3 separate regions of the Sus scrofa genome follow, and all the other regions are linked to region 2. Evidence: chromatin contacts called from public HiChIP or PLAC-seq data. All regions are on one chromosome and are shown on one strand. Each heading gives the region's core, a stretch centred on a gene start, on an enhancer-like site or on the middle of the called end of the contact. The rest is flanking DNA. Distances are from core to core; before and after follow the strand shown. Region 1 overlaps JMJD1C (probable JmjC domain-containing histone demethylation protein 2C). Region 2 has its middle 170 kb from the start of ADO. Region 3 overlaps ARID5B (AT-rich interactive domain-containing protein 5B).

What was found. HiChIP or PLAC-seq counts read pairs in DNA pulled down with a chosen protein or histone mark.
Region 1: a contact with region 2 is called in an H3K27ac HiChIP or PLAC-seq map of alveolar macrophages. The contact joins two enhancer-like sites. A contact is called at or near these places in 11 of 47 Hi-C or Micro-C datasets (embryonic fibroblasts, fetal heart ventricle, heart right ventricle and 6 more) and 2 of 2 datasets of contacts at active chromatin or transcription factors (alveolar macrophages and skeletal muscle).
Region 3: a contact with region 2 is called in an H3K27ac HiChIP or PLAC-seq map of alveolar macrophages. The contact joins two enhancer-like sites. A contact is called at or near these places in 1 of 47 Hi-C or Micro-C datasets (embryonic fibroblasts) and 1 of 2 datasets of contacts at active chromatin or transcription factors (alveolar macrophages).

Annotation. Positions count from the first base shown.
Region 1 is chr14:66,644,602-66,647,895 of Sscrofa11.1, reverse strand. The region is part of intron 24 of JMJD1C (probable JmjC domain-containing histone demethylation protein 2C); the gene reads left to right. Among named protein-coding and RNA genes, the nearest start is that of NRBF2, 56 kb to the right of the region's middle. Within about 2 kb of position 1,550, at least 9 of the 83 cell types and tissues checked have an H3K27ac peak or open chromatin away from gene starts, as enhancers often do. A contact at or near this core is called in alveolar macrophages, where this site is marked.
Region 2 is chr14:66,108,617-66,111,758 of Sscrofa11.1, reverse strand. No RefSeq gene overlaps it. Among named protein-coding and RNA genes, the nearest start is that of ADO, 170 kb to the left of the region's middle. Within about 2 kb of position 1,653, at least 3 of the 83 cell types and tissues checked have an H3K27ac peak or open chromatin away from gene starts, as enhancers often do. A contact at or near this core is called in alveolar macrophages, where this site is marked.
Region 3 is chr14:65,544,761-65,548,248 of Sscrofa11.1, reverse strand. All of the region lies in intron 4 of ARID5B (AT-rich interactive domain-containing protein 5B), which reads right to left. Among named protein-coding and RNA genes, the nearest start is that of ARID5B, 140 kb to the right of the region's middle. Within about 2 kb of position 1,913, at least 18 of the 83 cell types and tissues checked have an H3K27ac peak or open chromatin away from gene starts, as enhancers often do. A contact at or near this core is called in alveolar macrophages, where this site is marked.

The DNA.
Region 1 (3,294 bases), core at 301-2,800, 540 kb before region 2:
GGAATACATTGCAGTTAAAAGTTTCTATTTATTTAGATGAGATTGGGCGCACTTAGGGTGGTATGGCCATAGACAAATTTCTGTTCATTTAAAGGCACTTTTTAAAGGGTGAAAATGTGGGAGTTACTGCTGTGGTGCAGTGGGTAAATGATCCAGCTGGTTTCTTTGGAGGCACCAGTTCAATCCTGGCATTGCTACAGCTGTAGCATAGGTCACAGCTCCAGTTCAGATTCAGTCCCTGGCCCAGAAACTTCCATATGTGGTAGGGAGGCCGAAAAAGGTAAAAAAGAGAGTGAAAATGTGGCGTCCCCAGGTGGTACGGTAGGTTAAGGATCCAGTGTTGTCACTGCTATGACACAGGTTTCATCCCTGGCCTGGGAACCTGTATGCAGCAGACGCTGTCAAAAAGAGAAAAGAAAAAGAGAGTGAAAATATAATCCATAGAGTGAGAGAAATATTTGCAATGCATTTAAATAAATATATATACATATATATTTATATACACACACCATATACACATGTGTGTGTCCATTTTTGTAATTAAGTTCCCTTTTTCTCTTACCGTGTTTTGAGTGTCTTTATCTGCTCTACTTATAAGCTTTTGCACATGTATTCTCCCAGTCTGTGGCTTATCCTTCTGTATTGGTAACGGTGTCTTCCAGAGAGCACACGTTTTTTTAAATTTTAATGAAGTTCAGTTCATCATTTTTCTTTGATGTATTATACTTTCATTGTTGTATCTGCAAAAATTCTGCCTAGCTGAAGATCTCAAAGACTTTCTCTTATATTTTCTTCTAGAAGCTTTATAGCTGTTAGTCTTACATCAAGATCATCCATTTTTCGGTAAATTTTGTGTATTAGTGCAAAGTACGGACCAAGGTTCAGTTTCTTGCATATGGATGTCAGTTATTCCAGTATTATTTGCTGAGAAAGCTGTTTTTACATATTTTTTCTTTTGAATATGTAATGCATTCATATCATTTTTTTTAAACTTCAAATAGTACACAGCTTTTTAAAATTCAATAGCATGAAATAGTTCACAGTGAAAATTTAGCCTGTTTGATTTGCCCTCATCTCATCTCCCTGGGAGGCAATCACTATTACCACAGAGAGTCCATGCATGTAAATGTCTCTCTGCTGCTTATACTTTGGTGAAAGAGAGGAAAGAGAATAGCCTTGTTTTCTCCAAATGGTGGGCAAAAGTAATCCTGTAAGAAGCTTAGTTCACTAATCATTCTAGTCAAAGCCTCACAAGGCAGTAAACAATATGTACTTGTATTCTATCTATATAAACACACAACCTTACGATCCTATACTTCAGTAAACTGGGGCAGCATCTGTGACCTAGACTGGCAAATTCTGTTCTGAACTGTGCCACTTAGTTGCTGATTTGTGCCACTAAATTGTTCCAAGAAACATATTTTGGCACAGAATTGCCAACTCTTAAGAAAAAGGATTTCTACCTTCGTTCCCTGCCTGGTACGTAATGACAGCACAGTTATTTGTACTCTGCTCAAAGGGTGTTGTCCATGACTCACAAGCGGTGGTAATGTGGTTTTGAGAATTGAAAGGAAGTTAGAGCTCTGTTCACAGTGTTACCTTGGATTTATGATGCATTATTATTTACAATTTGTTTAGTCCTTAGAGTCCTGAAAACTTTTCATTGATGGTTTCGACACATCCAATAAACTATAGGTAGCCCTTGTAGTAACCTCAAATTCTAAGTCAGTGCTTCTCATGTTTTAGCATACATTGGGATTTCCTGGAGAGCTTGATATAACACAGGTTGCTAGACCCTATCCTGTAGTTCTCATTCAGTGGATCTGAGGAGCAGGCCTGAAATTTTACATTTCTAACAAGTCACCAGGTGATGCTGACGTTACTGTCCAGGAACCACACTTTGAGAACCACACAAATCAAGGCCCTTAAAAACCCAAGGTATCTAATCAGACAACTTTGGACCCAGTGATACTGCATGACATGACAAACTAGCAGTGCTAGAGAAGAATCACCATCTTTTTGTCAACAGTATTCACTTTAAGGCAGAAGGGGTTGGGGTGGACCTCTTTCTGTGTAGGGGCATTCAGATGTCTATCTTGGCAAACTGAGGCAAAGTATCACAGCCCTTGTTATAGTATAAGAAAAACATGGTTCAATCTATGCAGCCCCAGTGTATTTCGTAGACAGAGTCGGATCCTGACCACCAGGATTTAATTTAAGTTCTAGCACCCTGAGGTTTAGAGTACCTTTTAGATTTAAACAGCAGTCCTTTTAAAAAATTAACACAAAATCTCAACTGATAATCTTGTACTTAACTATTTAATTGATTGTATTTGGCCATTCATAATGAGTATTATATTGCTAAGTTGTAAATTTTCTGCATTCATATGACTAAAAGGACTTAGGCAAAAATCTCTGTGCTCTTAAGTTCTCATAGGTTACTGTGTATATGGCAGTCTCAGTGTCAAGATATTAACCTTCGTACTATGAACACAAAAGTCACATTTTCATAACATTACCTGTTTATGGTTATAACTAATCCTTTAAGGCTAGTATGAATAAACCATCTACCAAGGAAGTGACATATTAATGACTCAAAGATGGCCCCAAAAAGGGTTAAGTGGAATGGGAAGTTTAATATGTTCTGCTTTCCTAAAAAAAAAGAAAGAAAAAGAAAATAAAGTTCTGCTTTAAAACTGAACCTTGCCTCTTCAAACTAATGCTTAAATCCTTATTAAAATAGATCAGGTTGAGATCATTAGGAAACATAATAGCAACTGGTAACCACTAATAAAAATCACTATTCTAGGAGTTCCCATCGTGGCACAGCGGAAATGAATTTGTCTAGGAACCATGAGTTTGCAGGTTCAATCCCTGGCCTTGCTCAGTGGGTTAAGAATCCAGCATTGCTGTGAGCTGTGGTGTAGTTCGCAGACTCGGCTTGGTTCCTGTGTTGCTGTGGCTGTGGTGTAGGCTGGCAGCTGTAGCTCTGATTGGACCCCAAGCCTGGGAATCTCCATAGGTTCCTAAAGAGCCAAAAAAAAAAAAGTCACTCTTCTAAAAATGATTTTAAAAGAGCCATAAACCAGCAAAAACTGACAGAATCAACTTTTTCACAGCTCTGGAAACTAATGCAAAACTTACATCAAGCTTAATGAAGACAAGGGCATCTGATTTTGGCCTTTAAGGAAATACCTTGCAGGTCACTGGCTGACCCCTGAGATAACGGAACAGAGATGTCAGCGATCCCACCCAACAAGAAATACAGTCTTTGCAAAATTAGTTTGGAAAAGT
Region 2 (3,142 bases), core at 404-2,903:
GAGGGGTGAGAGGGTGGGGGACCAAGTAAGGCAGGACCTGAGCAAATATGAGACCCAAGGGAAAAGCTACAGGTTGAGATGTCTCTTCCACACTTAAAACTAATTAATATCATTGGCTGGATGCTCCTAAAATAACTTATCTGGAAGTTAGATTCTAGAGTTACCAAATCGAACTATAATTTAACTCTTAAATTCTCATCCACTTGTCTGAGACAAGCAGTCCCTGAAGAACCCATATTCCATTCTCTTAGGGACAACCTCAAGATGTATATATTGGGGACCACTTTCCTTCCTGTGTGGAGGTCATACAGTTATAGCAAAAAAAGTCTTACCATCAGAGAGCCCTCAGTGACACAGCTTGAAGCCCTTTATTGCACCATAGAATGAGTTGTTCTTCCAGAAAGTAGATAAGCAACTGATACTAGCTCCTCTCTTGAGGCCACCTGGAGGGCCCAAGGGTGTCCACACACCCTCCCAGTGATGCAAACATTCAGTAGAATGTGCCCTTTGCCCCACAGACACAAGAATTCCAAAAGTCGAGAGTGAAGTTTTTGACTTCACTGTGCAGCACTGGGAAAATCCTTCTCTCTGGTTTTACTCTTACCATCTCTGATATAAGTTTGACAAGATTAGGGGTTTCCAGATATGGCTTGCAGAATCTAGAGGATCTTGAGGTGAGGTCCCTGCAGTCTGTCTCATGGACTAGAGAGGCTTCTCTTGCATCTGTGTATCATATTGGGTGTCCACCGAATATTTTTCTTGAACAAAGAGCCTATAACCAAAAAAAAAAAGTTTGAAAATTACTAGACCAGATGATACCTGCTATGGTTCACTCATTTATTCACTCATGCAACAATATTTATTGAGCACTTTCTGTGTGCCAGGTACTATTGTCAAGGAAACAGTGGTGCACATACACACAAAAAAACATATTTCCTTGTGCAATATAAGCTATATTTTAAAATCAGGGGCATTTGGCCTTCCACCATAGACTTGACCTTGAACACAGAAACCACATCCTCATCTTCATATGGGCAACCAGGATGTATACTTTTGCACACATTTAACTTCCTGTTTTTTGGTAGTCTCATTTCCTCGCGAGAAGTTGAAGTAGCTTGATTGTTCAGTGTATGGTATCCACAGACTCCCAAAGTGTTAAAGTGATTTTCCTAACCAGGAATTAGGATGATTGAGTTGATAAAAAAGCTTTTTAAAAATAATTTGTTTATAGGAACATTCTTCTAAAAGATACAAAAACAGTTACATTTTTTGAATCAACAGTTTTTTTTAACTTAAAAGAATAAAATTTCATGGGAAGAAATTTAAAATTTATCATAATAATTCAGTTAAAATGTTACTTTTATGGTCTTTTCTGTCATTCATCCACTTATAGGTATTTGAAAAAAAAAAAAAAAAAAGAAAAGAAACAGATTGAGAGCCTACTCTCTTACAGTTCCCCCCCCTCCCCAGGCATGTTCACATGCATCTCTTGCCTCACTTAATCTTCAGAGCAATTCTGCAAGAGGTATTTACCAATTTTTAGAAATAATGAAACTGAAGCTTAATATCTTTCTCAAGTTCACAAAGACAGTAAGAAGTCCACATTTGAAATCCAGAGCTGTCTGATCCTAAAGCCAGTCTGTGTTTTTCCTGCCACGTGGTGCAACCACTCCACTTGCTCAATATTATTGTTCACAGTTCTTTGCAATCACCTTTAGGCACATTTCTGAGTAATCAGTAGAAAAATCAAAGTGCTATTTTATCATTTCAAAGGTCATCCATGAGTTGTCTAACCCTCTATTCAGACGTGAAGCGACAAGTGTGTACATTTCCTGATTTAGCATTGGGAATTTAGGAATGCCAAATTCTAGGCACCAATGTCTTCTGATTTGTAGATAGTCTTACCTTGTCTGAACTGGCTACCAAGTTTGCCTTACATTAAGGATACAAAGTTCTTTAAAAGTAGGATTTTTATAACCAAGCAGTTAATGGCAAAAACAATTTTATTTTCCTTTAGATTATCCCGTTCAGAGTTTTATCATCCAAATAAAAAAAAATAAGGGATAATTGATGAAGACTAGTAAATTTTAGGCCCTCAAAGTCTTCATAATTAAAAGTATTCATATATAATTTCCTTGAAAAGAGCTATAAAATTCCAAATCATTGTGATTATCAACAATTTTCTTAGAGAATTTTTAATTTGTAAAGCAAAAATAGGCTTCTCTCCTCAAAATCCTAATACCAGCACACATACTCACATTTGGCTACCAATGCCTACTTTTCCATTTTCCATCTGAACATGCTCCATCCTGCCCTTTTCCCGAATTTTGGAAATTGGATTGTAAAAATAAACGATATAAATGTATGACTGGGTCACTTTGCTGTACAGTCAAAATTAACAGAACACTGTAAATCACCTATAATGGAAAAAATAAAAATCACAATAAAAAAATAAAAAAATAAATAATATAGCTGCAGAATAGTCAAACCGATGTTGAAAAATTATAAAGTTAGAGGACTCACATTTCCCAATTTCAAAAACTATACTTTTTACCATAAAACTATAGTAATCAAGACAGTAGAACTGGGAGTCCAGAAATAGACCTTTAGTTCTATGGTCACATGATTTTTTACAAGAATGCCATGAAAATTCAATGTTTAGAAAGAAACAAGTCTTTTCAGCAAATGATGCTGGGATCACCATGTGCAAAATAATGAAGTTGAACTCCTACCTCACACTTATGTAAAAATTAACTCAAAATAGATCATACACCTAAATGTAAGAGCTGAAACTATAAAATTCTTAGAAGAAAGCATAGGAGTAAATCTTTGTTACCTTGGATTTAGGTAATGGTTTCTAAATGCACAAGGACAAAAATTAAATAAATAAATAAATAGCAACTTCATTAAAATTAAGACTCGTAGCTGAGTGTGACCAGGTGACTGGGTTCTACCCAGTGAAATACGAAGCTGATTGATACTTCCTGGCCTGAACTATAACCTTATTCCAATGAAGCAACCTCCAAGGAAACTGAGGGTATCAGACCAGCCATTACAGGGATGTGACCTGGGTCCCTGACTGAGTAGAAGTCATGGTTCAGGGACCTCCATGGAACCAAAACATGAGTAAGAAATAAACTTT
Region 3 (3,488 bases), core at 664-3,163, 560 kb after region 2:
GAAGCCAGCAGAGGGTTAACTCATTTGGTTTGCAGGTTGCGCATGTGTGTTTTAAACACTAAATACAAGACAGAAAACCCAACTCCACCGACTGAAGTATTAAAGGCCTTCAAATCTTGTTCTATGTATAGTGCGCATTACCAATAATACCTTGCATTTCCTTAATGCCTTTCCTTTGAACATCTCAATTCTTTGGTACATTTTCTTTATGGACAATAATCTTAAAATACTCTGGCAAGTTTCAACATGGAGCATTGCTCTTTCTGGGGAAGGAAAAAAAAAAAAAAAAAGCCCTACCCTAATTTAGTTATCATTTATTGTATTCTATTTTCAATGTTTCCTTTTTGACTATTTAGAAACTTCCTCTTTCACTACAACAAAAATAGGATGAGTGTTTTTAAAGTTATTAACGTATGAGTAAAAGATTTAGAAACCGAGAATGGCAGAAGGCTTGATCAAAGCCACTCCTGAAATTTATGGGTGTAATAAAAGAAAGGCATTTTCACAGATAATCTCTTACAGAATTTCAGTTTTCAAATACTTGGGGAAAAAGGAAAAGAAAAACAGAAGCTCTCAGCTCTCATTGTGGCTTTAACTTAAAGCCAACATTTTTTCTTTTAAATTTATAAATGATTCCCTGAAAATTTTAATTCCAATCCACAGTTATATTCCATATACTCCACACCGAACAGAGTGGGGCCAGAAAACTGCAGCTCCTGGTACTCAGAATCTGATAACTGCTTGAATCTGCCCATGAATTCACAAAGCATTAATTATATATACCTTTAAGAACATCATAAAAAGTTTACTTTTATTCTGTTCTCCTATAAATAATTTTCCACACCCAATAGAAATGTTTGAGAAGCAACTGTTGCTTCTGAGATATGAACACACTGGACCACTAAGAAGCACAACTCTATCTTGGGGGAACTTTCTAACTTAAATGATGAATTTAAAGCAATAGGCACGGTTAGGGAGAAAAAAAAAAGGATACAAGAGTATTACCATTTTTAAAAAAATTATTCTGACAGTTTCCTTTTTAAGTGTAATATTTTTTTCTCAAATAAAGGCATTAAAAATATGAGTCTACACAGACATAAAGAACAGACTGGTGGTTGCCAAGGGGGTGAGGGAAGGGAGTGGGATGGACTGGGAGTTGGGGGTTAGATGCAAACATTCCATTTAGGATGGACAAGCAGGGAGTTCCTGTTGTGGCTCAGCAGTAAGGAGCCTGACTAGTATCCATGAAGACATGGGTTTGATTCCCTGGCCTCACTCAGTGGATTAAGGATCCGGCATTGCCATGAGCTGTGGTTGCAGATGTGGCTTGGATCCTGAGCTGCTGTGGCTGTGGTATAGGCCAGCAACCACAGCTCCTATTTGACCCCTAGCCTGGGAACTTCCATATGCCGTTTAAAAAAAAAAAAAAAAAAAAAAAAAGATGAGTCCAGAGTTGGGAACTGAGATGAGAGCCTCAAATACCCTCAAGACCAGACAGCCCTGAACAGGGACCCAGGGGTGTGAAGTGTCACACTTGCCAGCTGCGACATCATGGCCGCTTGGAGTTTCCCTGTTTGCTTTAGCCCAAGTCATACCTTAATGTTGCCTGAATCCCACTGAATACTAATAGCAATTTAGCATTTCCAGGGAACTACCCTCTCTCAGAATCCAGGCCTTCTCCTACAGCTGGTGGAAGGGTGAGCAGTAGTGTCCTTAGAAAGAGGGTGGAAAAAAAAAAAAAAGGCAGGCTTTATATGAGGTCCAGTCATTTTGACTCTGTGTCACTGAGATCCCCAAGAGTCACTAATGAGAATGGAATGTATTACTACATTTGTCATACCTGGACTGCTCGGGCAACTTCAGTCTAAAATAGCCGTGGACTTCATTGACTGCTCAACAAACCATGGAAGTAAACACTTTTGAAATCCCTTCCAAACATGCCCTGCCTTACTCACTCCTTATTTCATACTTGTGAGTACTGGAGCCATTGTTAATGCCTCTGATCAAAGTTTTAGTAATTTCACAGGCATGCGATTTGCATAGCTATTTCCTGATCCGCCTTCTCTCTGCCCTGGAGGTCTTCATTTCTCAGAAACACTTAAAAACACAGATTATTTGACTTCTCCCCTCCCCCACCCTATAAATGGAACTTGACTTGCTAGCTCATCTGTATTGCTAATTGGTTTGAAAGCATGTGACTCCATGCATTCTTGCCATTAATTCACCAGCTAACCTCTTTTTAAGTCAGGTTTTACCAGCAGTGATGGGCAGATCTCTATCTGTGCCTGGAGGGGGGAGACAGATTTAAATGACCAAATGGTATCTCTGTATTATTCCGAAATGATGGAATGAATTCCACAGGAATGCAGAAATGTTCTAGAAATCTATAATAGGCTTGTCTGAGAGGGCACTGGCAAAGAAGATAGGGATTATAGTTGCTTTTCACTCCCACTTGCAGAGTAGGGGGAACAGCCTGGAGCTCAATCTGCATGTGGACTGGAGAGAGATTCTGGGTTTTCAGAGGACTGACTCTTTCAGGAGAGAATTCTGGAAAAGGGCAAGGAGACCGAAATCAATGCCAGACCTTCCAAACTTTGGTCTATTCTGACTACCCACAGTATCCTTCAGGGGAACCATGCTCAGATGAAAGAGTTTCTTCAGGATCTGTAAAGGCTCAGAGCTGCTTTGCAAACAGTCATCTTTGGGGCAATGAAATCTATAAATTATGGCATCAGGAACCTATTGAAAGACCTGGGCCTTAGAATTCCAAATATTCCGTAAAGAGACATCTGGGCAGAACAGATACCCAAGGGCTTGGTTCTTAAGGGAGAGGAGGCAGCGCCATCTAGGTGCTCAGGCTACATGCAGAGGGTCTGGTCTCCTCCCCTAGCTGCAAAGTCTAATCATGAAGTCACAAACCCAGCAAAACCAATCGTGGACTCTAAGATCCCGTAGTGGCTCAAACTTCCACTTTCACATCTACCTGACAACTCACTTCTCCTGCTGTTCATCTCCCCAGATGCCAGGTACCCACCAGCCATTTCCAAGCCCCACGCCCCTTGAGTAATGGAGAAGATTATGCTGGATGTTGAGGTGTGTGTGTGTGGGGGGGAACCTGCATGAGAATTATTACAATTAGAAGGGTACTATCTAGTTCCCGTCATGGCGCAGTGGTTAATGAATCCGACTAGGAACCATAAGGTTGTGGGTTTGATCCCTGGCCTTGTTTAGTGGGTTAAGGATCTGGCATTGCCCTGAGCTGTGGTGTAGATTGCAGGCACGGCTCGGATCCCCCGTTGCTGTGGCTCTGGCGTAGGCTGCCAGCTACAGCTCCAATCAGACCCCTAGCTTGGGAACCTCCATGTGCTGCGGGATCGGCCCTAGAAAAGGCAAAAAGCCAAAAAAAAAAAAAAAAAAAAAAAAAAAAAGTGTACGTCTTAGTGCTCACCCTTTCTTAAGATTTCTAAATAATGCATGTTACCATTTTT